Regions from separate parts of the Mus musculus genome. Here region 2 is linked to region 1. Evidence: chromatin contacts called from public Hi-C data. All regions are on one chromosome and are shown on one strand. The core of a region is the stretch at or near the end of the contact, and the rest is flanking DNA. Distances in the headings are between cores, read along the strand shown.

Region 1 (4,347 bases), core at 1,365-3,864:
TCAGTCTTCAAGCAAGGTAACACATTGTGATTCACAGTTAAAACGCATAGGATATAAAACAACAATAAGTATGTATTAACATGTCCTATAGTACGAAACGGTTGCTATTACATGAGTTGTGGGCTCTGCAGTCCAAATGTCTCTGTGAATTCTACTTTAATATCAACATAAACAAAGAAACAAACAAAAGCAAAAAGGCTGTGCCATTAGGGAGGTTAGCCCAGGCTGGCACCCATCTACAGTAAGATACAGAGCTCACAGCAGAACATAAATCACGGGTCACTAAACAACCTGTGCTCTGGCACAGCTCTCTCTCTCTCTCTCTCTCTCTCTCTCTCTCTCTCTCTCTCTTTCATAATCAAGACCTTCTAGATGACAGAAGCGGTGAGTTGGTGAGTTGGTGAGTTACTTTATACTCTAGGTCAAGTCTAGGAAGTCGGCACATAGAGCAGCACTGGCCTTTCTGGGCTTTTCCTAATGTGAGAATTGGTAAGTCAGTACATGTACAGTACTTTGCACAATGGGCGACATCTAGTAACATTAAATTAATTTTAGCTATGATTTGTATAAAACACTGTACTGGATGTTACAAGCACCAACTAGGATTCCTGGACTCACACAGCTGCATGTAACTCTAGAATATATAAATAAGTCAAGGGGCAGTGGAACATTAGAAGTATGGAGTAAATCAAATTTGTATTTTACATCAGAATTTGATAGGCATCAACCAAAAGTGACACAAAATTATGTAATATTAAAGGAGACATATATTCTCCTAAACAGAGAAGGCTTGAGTAGACCTTAAGATGGTAAAGATTCCAGTAAGTGGAAAGCCGAAAGTGAGATTTACCAAACCCAAGGAGCTACTTAAGGAACAGAACAAGCAGGCTATCTGGAAGTTACCTACAGGAATAAACCAAAGGACAGTCTGGGACCAAACAAGATCATACGGTGGAGAAGCGGGACAGTAGACTTAGAAGGGTCTATTTACTCTGATGAGTACACACACACACACACACACACACACACACACACACACACACATATATATACAAACATATACATGTATCTTAGCCACATCATGAAGTAAAGAAAGGAGATGTGTCCCAGTCTAAAACCTTTCATGGCAGAAAGGCAATCAATGAACAGTAGGAATGGAAAAGGAGGGAGAATAATAGAAAGGTAAAATACAGGAGCTCTGAGAACGATCATGTAATTAAATATGAGAATTCAAGAGGAAGAAATGAAGCCTTCCCAGGACTCAGAGGTGCTGTGCAAGCAGCTTACTCACCGGACTTTGCTCAGCACCTGGCTCAGGGACAGTCAATGAAACGTCCAGGGGAAGGACACATGGCTCACAGAATAGCACTTTTCCAGGATAGATATGTACCTAGGAGCTTTGTTTCTTACTTCCCTTAGTACTTCCCCCAAAATTTCTTTCTCTATAAATTTAGTTTAAAATGTTTGAAATGAAAAAATCTCAGTATTTCTCACCCTTATTGTTTGGTCATCAGAAGCTGTCAAAAATGAGGAGCCATCGGGAGAAAACATCACACCGTGAACCCAACTCAAATGTCCTCTGCAGTCGGCCACCTTTAGGCGGGAGTCTATGTTCCACAACTACAGAGTAAGCAAAGAACACAGGAAATCACATTCATAGCCAGTTTAACATGCCAGAGATTCTAGAAAGAGCAGTAAGGACCCAGTGGCAATATTTCTAGATAAATTATCAAAATTTAAAACTGGATTGCACATAAATGATTTATTTTACAATCATACTTTTAATAGTAAATAAACAGAAATAACAAAGCTTGCCATGTTAGTACAGGTCAGCTGATGTATCTCACATTTAGTGAACACAAAGCCCTGGGTTCCCTCCACAACACACACACACACACACACACTCAAAAACAGTCATGAATCTAGTGTACATAAGGAAAATACCTTGAAAGCAGAGGGAAACTAACAGAATATATTATAATTAATCATATAATGGAATATTATGCAAAATGGGATGAGAAAAATATCCCCCAAAATAACTAAGCTCTATGATATCTATTTAAAGAAAAAAAAAAAAAAAAGAAGAGCATACACTATTTTTCACTTAAGAATTAGATGTTTGAAATGCTCAAACAATAAATAAAAGCTTTTTTTTTTTTTTAATTACAAAGTCTGGGGGTATGGTTTGATTGGTAAAACCCAGCATGGTGGCAGAAGGATCAGAAGCACTGAGTCATCCTTGGATACAGAGTGAATGTGAACCTAGCCTGGGCTACATAAGAGCCTGTCTCAAAGGAAAAAGAAAAAAGAGAGAGACAAGGAAAATGAATATGTGAGCATATAGATGGCTGTAGACATATGCATGTACATGCAGATAGAAATCCGCTTACATACGCAACAAGATGCTGCTCCGAGACAAAGCAATGAGAGGAATAAAGGGGTAATGATACTGAAATCCCTCTGAGAACAACTTATTATAAAGCTCTGAAGCTAGAGTCATGTATGTGTTTTATCTTTTTCTTAAAATCAATCTAAAAATAACAGGATGCGCATAATCAGCTTCCATGTAAGGATTATCTCTCTAATACTGTCACCCAACCTTCCTCTGAGCTGCTGCAAAGCCCTACGATAAATGAGCACACTAACTGTAGCATGTACACCGTGCTCTTCCCACCCACGCTTACGACAACCTGTCGGAGCCGGCCACCGTCCCGGCAGCATTGGTCCTGGGTTCTGCTGTACATCCCTCAAATATACTCCAGCCTAATGAAGTACCATATGTGCCTGAGCTCCTCTCATTACACTTTGAATTACAGACCTACTCTATGATTTCAGAATTAGCATGGACAGAACAAGCACTTCATCACATGACCAGTGGTTTTCACTTGCTGCAGCCAGTTACAAAATAGTTACATGAAAAGCCTGCCTTGGGGGCTGGTGAGATGGCTCAGCGGTTAAGAGCACTGGATGCTCTTCCGTAGGTCATGAGTTCAAATCCCAGCAACCACATCGTGGCTCACAACCATTGGTAATGAGAAACAAATAAAAAAAAACCTTTGGGTCAGAGCAAGAGGGAGAAGGGAAGGGGGAAAAAGAAAAAGAAAAGCCTGTTTTATCTCTAGAGTCCAAAGTAGGAAACACTGCAGTAAAGGACAGAAATTAAAGTAATCCCACAACTGAAAAATCTCAAGCATCCCTGTTCCTTTCTGCCTTTAACTTGGTTCTCTCTCAGTTGTCACTTTGAACTTTCACGGCAAAGCCCTTACATTTCAAGAAGGAAGACATTCATTGTTTCCTGGAGCTTTCTAAGGATGATAGAGGGTAAGGATCTTAGAAATGATAGGAAGTACAAAATTGCAAACATTGTTTTATTTGTGCTTGGCACCGAATCAGACACATGACTCCCATCTTACCCTGTTCAAATTATCCATGGGTCTGAACTCGCATCTGTCTTATAAAGATTAGCAGCTGGGGCTGGGAGGTGGCTTGGTGCTAAGATGCTTGCTCTGCAAGCCTGAGAACCTGAGTTTGAATTCTCAGCATCCATGTAAAACGCCAAATGTGTGTAACCCCAGCACTGAGGGGGAGACACAGGCAGATCCAGAGATCCCTGACCAGCCAGCATAGTCAAAACAGTGAGCTTTTCTTCAGTGAGAGACTGTCTCAGGGCAATAAAGAAGCAGGAGGTGGAGAAAGATCCCTCAGGTCTCTGCATGTGCACTCTGTCAGATCTATATACCACATACACATATATACCAAACACACACACATGCAAGAAGAGAGTCTGTGTCTAGACCACTTTCGAGATAGCACATGTCTATACTGTTTAAGAGTGATCAAATTACATCATATGCCTGCATGAAAATTAACAAATTGTATTATTCCATACAGTATATATTTTTTATTTAATACGCTAATTTGAAAACACTGGGTGAGGGGGACAAGAGAAAGGGCTCAATGGATAAGAGCATTTCTCATAAGCATAAGGACCCGGGTTCAAATGCTCAACACCCCTATAAACAGCCGAGCATGGCTTTGTGTGCCTATTATTCCAGCATTTAAGGGTGACAGGCTAATTCCAAAGCTCCATGGCCAGCCACCAGCCAGTGAGAGACCCTTTCTTAAAGAAATAAAGTGAAGAGGAAATAAGGCATCGGCATGTACTTGCATGGATGTGCACATTCATATGCATATACAACACACACACACACACACACACACACGCACGCACACACACACACACACGGAGGGGGTTAAAGCAAAAAGAAGTGCCTCAGAAACCAATGATCATCCCATGGTTTCCTCAGTCCCAAGCACACACTAGATTCAATAAATGCTGGGTAAGTG
Region 2 (4,461 bases), core at 876-3,375, 170 kb after region 1:
TGATTTAGAGTCTCTGAGGCAGCTTTGGTGGTGCAAGCCTGTACTCCTAGGCAGGAGGCAGGAAGATTTCAAGCCTGGGGCATAGTGAGATTGGGCCAAAAAAGACAAAGAAGCAAAGATAGACAAGAGAAAAGAGGCAAAAGGTGGAAGGGGTTGAGAGGAGACTGTAGGGAGTTTTGCGACAGATTTGCTGTGATAAAACACTTTGATAAAGACCAATGCAGTGAAGGGGGCCTTGTTTTATCTCACATGTCCAAATGATTGTTCCTCATTGAGGGAATCAGGGCAGGAGCTCAAGGCAGGACCTGGTGGCAGGCTCTAAAGCACAAACCGAGGATGAATAAATACTGCTTTCTGGATTGCTTTCTGCCTCCCTGCATAGCTGGTTCTACATCACTGGCCCACCTTCCTAGGGATGTTGCCACCTACAGTAGGCCAGGCCCTCCCACATCAATTATTAACCTAAATCTCTCCTCCTCAGGGCCATAGGACAAGCTGATCAAGGTAAATTTTCAACTGGGAATCCCTCTTCCCAGATAACTCTAGATTTGTGTTAGGTTGACAGTAAAAACTAACATCGCAATATAACATGATGGTTTATATATTTATCTTTTTTTTTTGTATAGTATAGAATAGAGTTTATTCAGGACATGGGGATGGGGAGTTAAGAGGGTAGGGGCCTGGGTTCTATTCACAGAGCCTACACAGTGGCTCATAACTGTCTGTAACTCTAGTTCTGGGGATCTGATCGTTTCTTGTCTTGTGTCCAGTCTTAAGGCAAAGCCAACCCAAACCTGATGCCCACCCTGACCTAAATCAAGCAATCAATCAATCAGTCAAATCAATCACTCTACCCTCTACTACCACACTCTGGGGACTCATGCTCTCTCCCCTGACAGATTGGGGTGGTAGTGGTGGTGTCAGTTTTCAAGTTGTTGGGAAATACAAATTCATTTTGGGTATGTGGAGGTGGGATAGAATAACTTCTACTTTGCACTTTGTTTATTTTATTTTTTATTTTTTTGTTTTTCGAGACAGGGTTTCTCTGTGTAGCTCTGGCTGTCCTGGGACTCACTCTGTAGACCAGGCTGGCCTCAAACTCAGAAATCCGCCTGCTTCTGCCTCCCAAATGCTAGGATTAAAGGCGCACGCCCGGTGCTCTTTGTTTCTTTTAAAAGCAAAGCAAAAGTAGGAAAAAACAAAACCAACCAAGTAAGCAAGCAAGCAATAACAAAAGGGTCTAAGGAAAAAAAAAAAAGCTGTCTGTAGCATTTTTGAGATTTTGTTCTCTTTTATCAGCAAAGTGTTGTCAGAAGAGTTTACCCATGATCAGCCTGGTGTGGTGGCTCACATCTTTAATCCCAGCATCTCAGAGGCTGAGGCAGGAGACTCGTCTGAGTTTTCAGGACGCCTTGGCTACAAAAGGAGAGTCCATCAGACAAAGATAAACAACCAAGCAAAATCCCATAAAGTAGTCAGAAAATACCACGCAGCTTTACTCTTTATGCATTTATAAATACCGAGAGAAGTTGAAAGGGAAGAAAGTAATCTGTTAGAATGTGCGGATCTGGAAGGCGGGTGGTGGTGCGCACCTTTAGCTGCTTGTACATTGAAAATTCTAGGTCAGACAGGGCTACACAGAGAAACGCTGTCTCAAAGCGGGTGAAGGGGCGGGAAAGAAAAGAAAAAGACGAATAATGTTGAATTAAAAAAAGAAAAAAAGAAGGGGGAGGGGGCGGGGAAGACATGACTACTTCCAAGTATGGCTGTGGAGGTAGGTTTATTGTAGGTAGGAGAGAGAGCACTGCCGGAGGTATCTGAAAGTGTCTGGACTGAATTGGGTCAGCAGAGTGGACCGCATTATGAGACGCATGAGAAGGGAGAAGAACGAGAGAGGGAGTGAAAGAGAGGAGAGAGACAGAGCAGGAGAGAGTACCAGGAGCCAAGAGAGCCAAGTATACCAAGAGGGCACGAAAATGTCTTGAGTTATATAGGGAAGAGGAGCTAGCAGAAGGGAAGCAAGCGAAGCTCAGGTGCTGGAGGGGTTTTAGGGTCCGGGATAGGGGTGAGAAATGCTGAGAAGAGCAAGGCCAGGCCTCTGCAACAGGTAGCAAAGATGCTGAGAGATACTGGGAAGAACCAGGCGGCCAGCATCCGCTTTGATATGTTAATAGGCACCTCAGCCGTTTGTCCAGGGTTTCTTTGAGATCTTATTTAAAAAAAAAAGTGCGATCTGTATTTCCGAATTTTCTACTAGATACCTGTTATTATCCTGAGCTGAAGAGTTTAAGGTTACTAATATGAGGCAAAACAAACAGCTCAGGTGTCCTTCCTTAGCTCTCTGGTTTTGTTTTGTTTTTTTCCTACTGTGATTCTTTGATTCTTGTTTCCTCATTATTGCGCAGCTTAAGCTGTTTTTCTAGCCCCCAGCCTGGCAAAGAAGGGGCAAAGGCGAGTGAGGAATTGAATCCAACCCTGGGCGGGTGGCTTTTCCCGGTGTCCCTTTGTCTCAAAGCCGAGTGTTCCCGGTCTTTTGTTCTCCGCAGCCAGCAGGATTTGAGATTTAAAGAAAAACAAGAGCCGAGTCTCCTTGCGCCCTCTGGTGTCCCAACGAAGTATAACCAGATAAAATCCACAAATATCGCGGCCATTTCACACAACCGAGATGCCCAAGGAGAGGAGAACGTCAGGAATCTTGGATGAATCACATACCAACAGAATTTAGAAGTGTGGATACGGATTAAAATGAACAGCAGCAGCAGCAACAACAACAACAGTAACAACAAAAACAACAGTGCCTGTGATGCAGATATTTAGGAGAACTGTAGAAGCTGGGATGTGCCAAGCAGCTCTGGGTTTGATTTCCACTAATGTTAAACACAAAACAAAACCTACCAGTAAACAGCACAGTTCTCAAAGCATTTGGCAAAGGATTATGGGTACTAGAACCAAGAAAGTCTAGAAAATCCAACGTAAATCACTCTTTTACCAATTCTTTTTTCTCTATTTATTTGCTTTTTTGTTTTTCCCAGACAGGGTTTCTCTGTGTAACCTGGTTCTCTTGTAGCCCTGGCTGTCCCAGAACTCTCTCTGTAGACCAGGTTAGCAAGATCCTCCTGCCTGTGCCTCCCGAGTGTAAAGATTAGAGTCGCGAACCACTATCCTCACTGCAACCTGTTTTTAAAAGCCAGCAACATTTCTGAGCTGTGCATTTGGAGTAGGAATAGAAGCAGGATTTTTTTTTTCTCTTGACTTTTGTTTGTTTAAATTTTCCTTGAGGGTGAGGGTAGGGGTAGGGGTAGAGTATATATATAGAGAGCTTAGTGGTTAAGAGCACTGACTACTCTTCTAGAAGGTCCAGGTTCAATCCCTGTGTCCACGTGGTGGCAGACAACTGTCTGTACTCCAGTTCTAACAGACATACACACTGGCCCAAACCAGGCAACATATTGAAAAGGTCAGCTTAGGAACTTTGGGAAGGTCATGAAACACTTGCCCCCCTGGAACCGAGAGGCTAATTAACATTCCTCAGACCACAGGGTGGGAACTGAACTTCGGGTGAGGACACATTCGGCAGGACTGACTGTTGCCCACTTTCAGACTAGGGAAGTCCTTTTCACCTCATTCTCTAAAGACCAATCAGTTTAAAGGGTGCACTGTCCCACCAATCATATTGTGCCTAGTTGCTGATGCTCTATTCTACCCTTGGAAATCATAGAAAACCTCACCTGTTGCTGGGGCACCTCTCCTTCCGGTCTGGGATGACCCCAGTGCACTGGAACAATAAATTCCTCTTGCTTTTTGAATCGATCCTGGCTCCACATGGTTCACTGAGGGGTGCCGGGTAAGCTAAGTTTCCCCAGAGTCTTACATTATCAGATAAAAGTAAATACATCTAAAAAGCTTTTTAAAGTTTGGCTGTCCTGAAACTTGCTCTCTAGACCGGGCCAGTGTCGAATTCACAGAGATCTGCCTGCATCTGCCTCCTGAGTGCTGGGATCAAAGAGTACTGAGTGCTGGGATCACTCCTGGCTGGTAAGGTTTTGCTTTAAATGTTTGGTAGGTAAGACTATAGTAATTAAGTGGCACCGTAGTTGTCTTTGGATAAGCAACACAACACAGACATAATGAAACTAAAAAAGTACCCAAAAGGTACATAGATAAAACTTTTCTCTGCGGTTCTCTCTCGGCTGACGTCAGGGTTGGCTTGGCAGTTCACCAAGGTCTTCAGAAGATTATAGTTTGTCTTAGTTTGCTTCTTTGTGGCTGTGATAAAACGCCTTGACCAAAAGCAACTTGGGAAGTTAAGAGTTTATTTGGCTTAGAAATTATGGTCTGTTCATGGCAGGAATCGGAAGGAAGGAGCTGATGCAGGGGCCATGGAGGGGTTCTGCTTACTGGCTTGCTCAGCTTGCTTTCTTATGAAACCGAAGACCTCCTACCCAGGAGTGGTACCACCTA

What was found. Hi-C and Micro-C count contacts between places; a contact is called where the count stands out from the background.
Region 2: a contact with region 1 is called in a Hi-C map of rod photoreceptor, with 1.9 times the contacts expected there. The contact joins two enhancer-like sites. A contact is called at or near these places in 1 of 484 Hi-C or Micro-C datasets (rod photoreceptor) and 3 of 9 other capture datasets (adipose tissue, embryonic stem cells and liver).

What each region holds. Positions count from the first base shown.
Region 1 is chr10:91,019,162-91,023,508 of GRCm38.p6, forward strand. Apaf1 (apoptotic peptidase activating factor 1) reads right to left here. Exons shown (of 27, transcript NM_009684.2): 19 at 1,495-1,620. Among named protein-coding and RNA genes, the nearest start is that of Apaf1, 61 kb to the right of the region's middle. Within about 2 kb of position 2,615, at least 2 of the 459 cell types and tissues checked have an H3K27ac peak or open chromatin away from gene starts, as enhancers often do. A contact at or near this core is called in rod photoreceptor, where this site is marked.
Region 2 is chr10:91,185,491-91,189,951 of GRCm38.p6, forward strand. No RefSeq gene overlaps it. Among named protein-coding and RNA genes, the nearest start is that of n-TDgtc16, 5.6 kb to the left of the region's middle. Within about 2 kb of position 2,126, at least 206 of the 459 cell types and tissues checked have an H3K27ac peak or open chromatin away from gene starts, as enhancers often do. A contact at or near this core is called in rod photoreceptor, where this site is marked.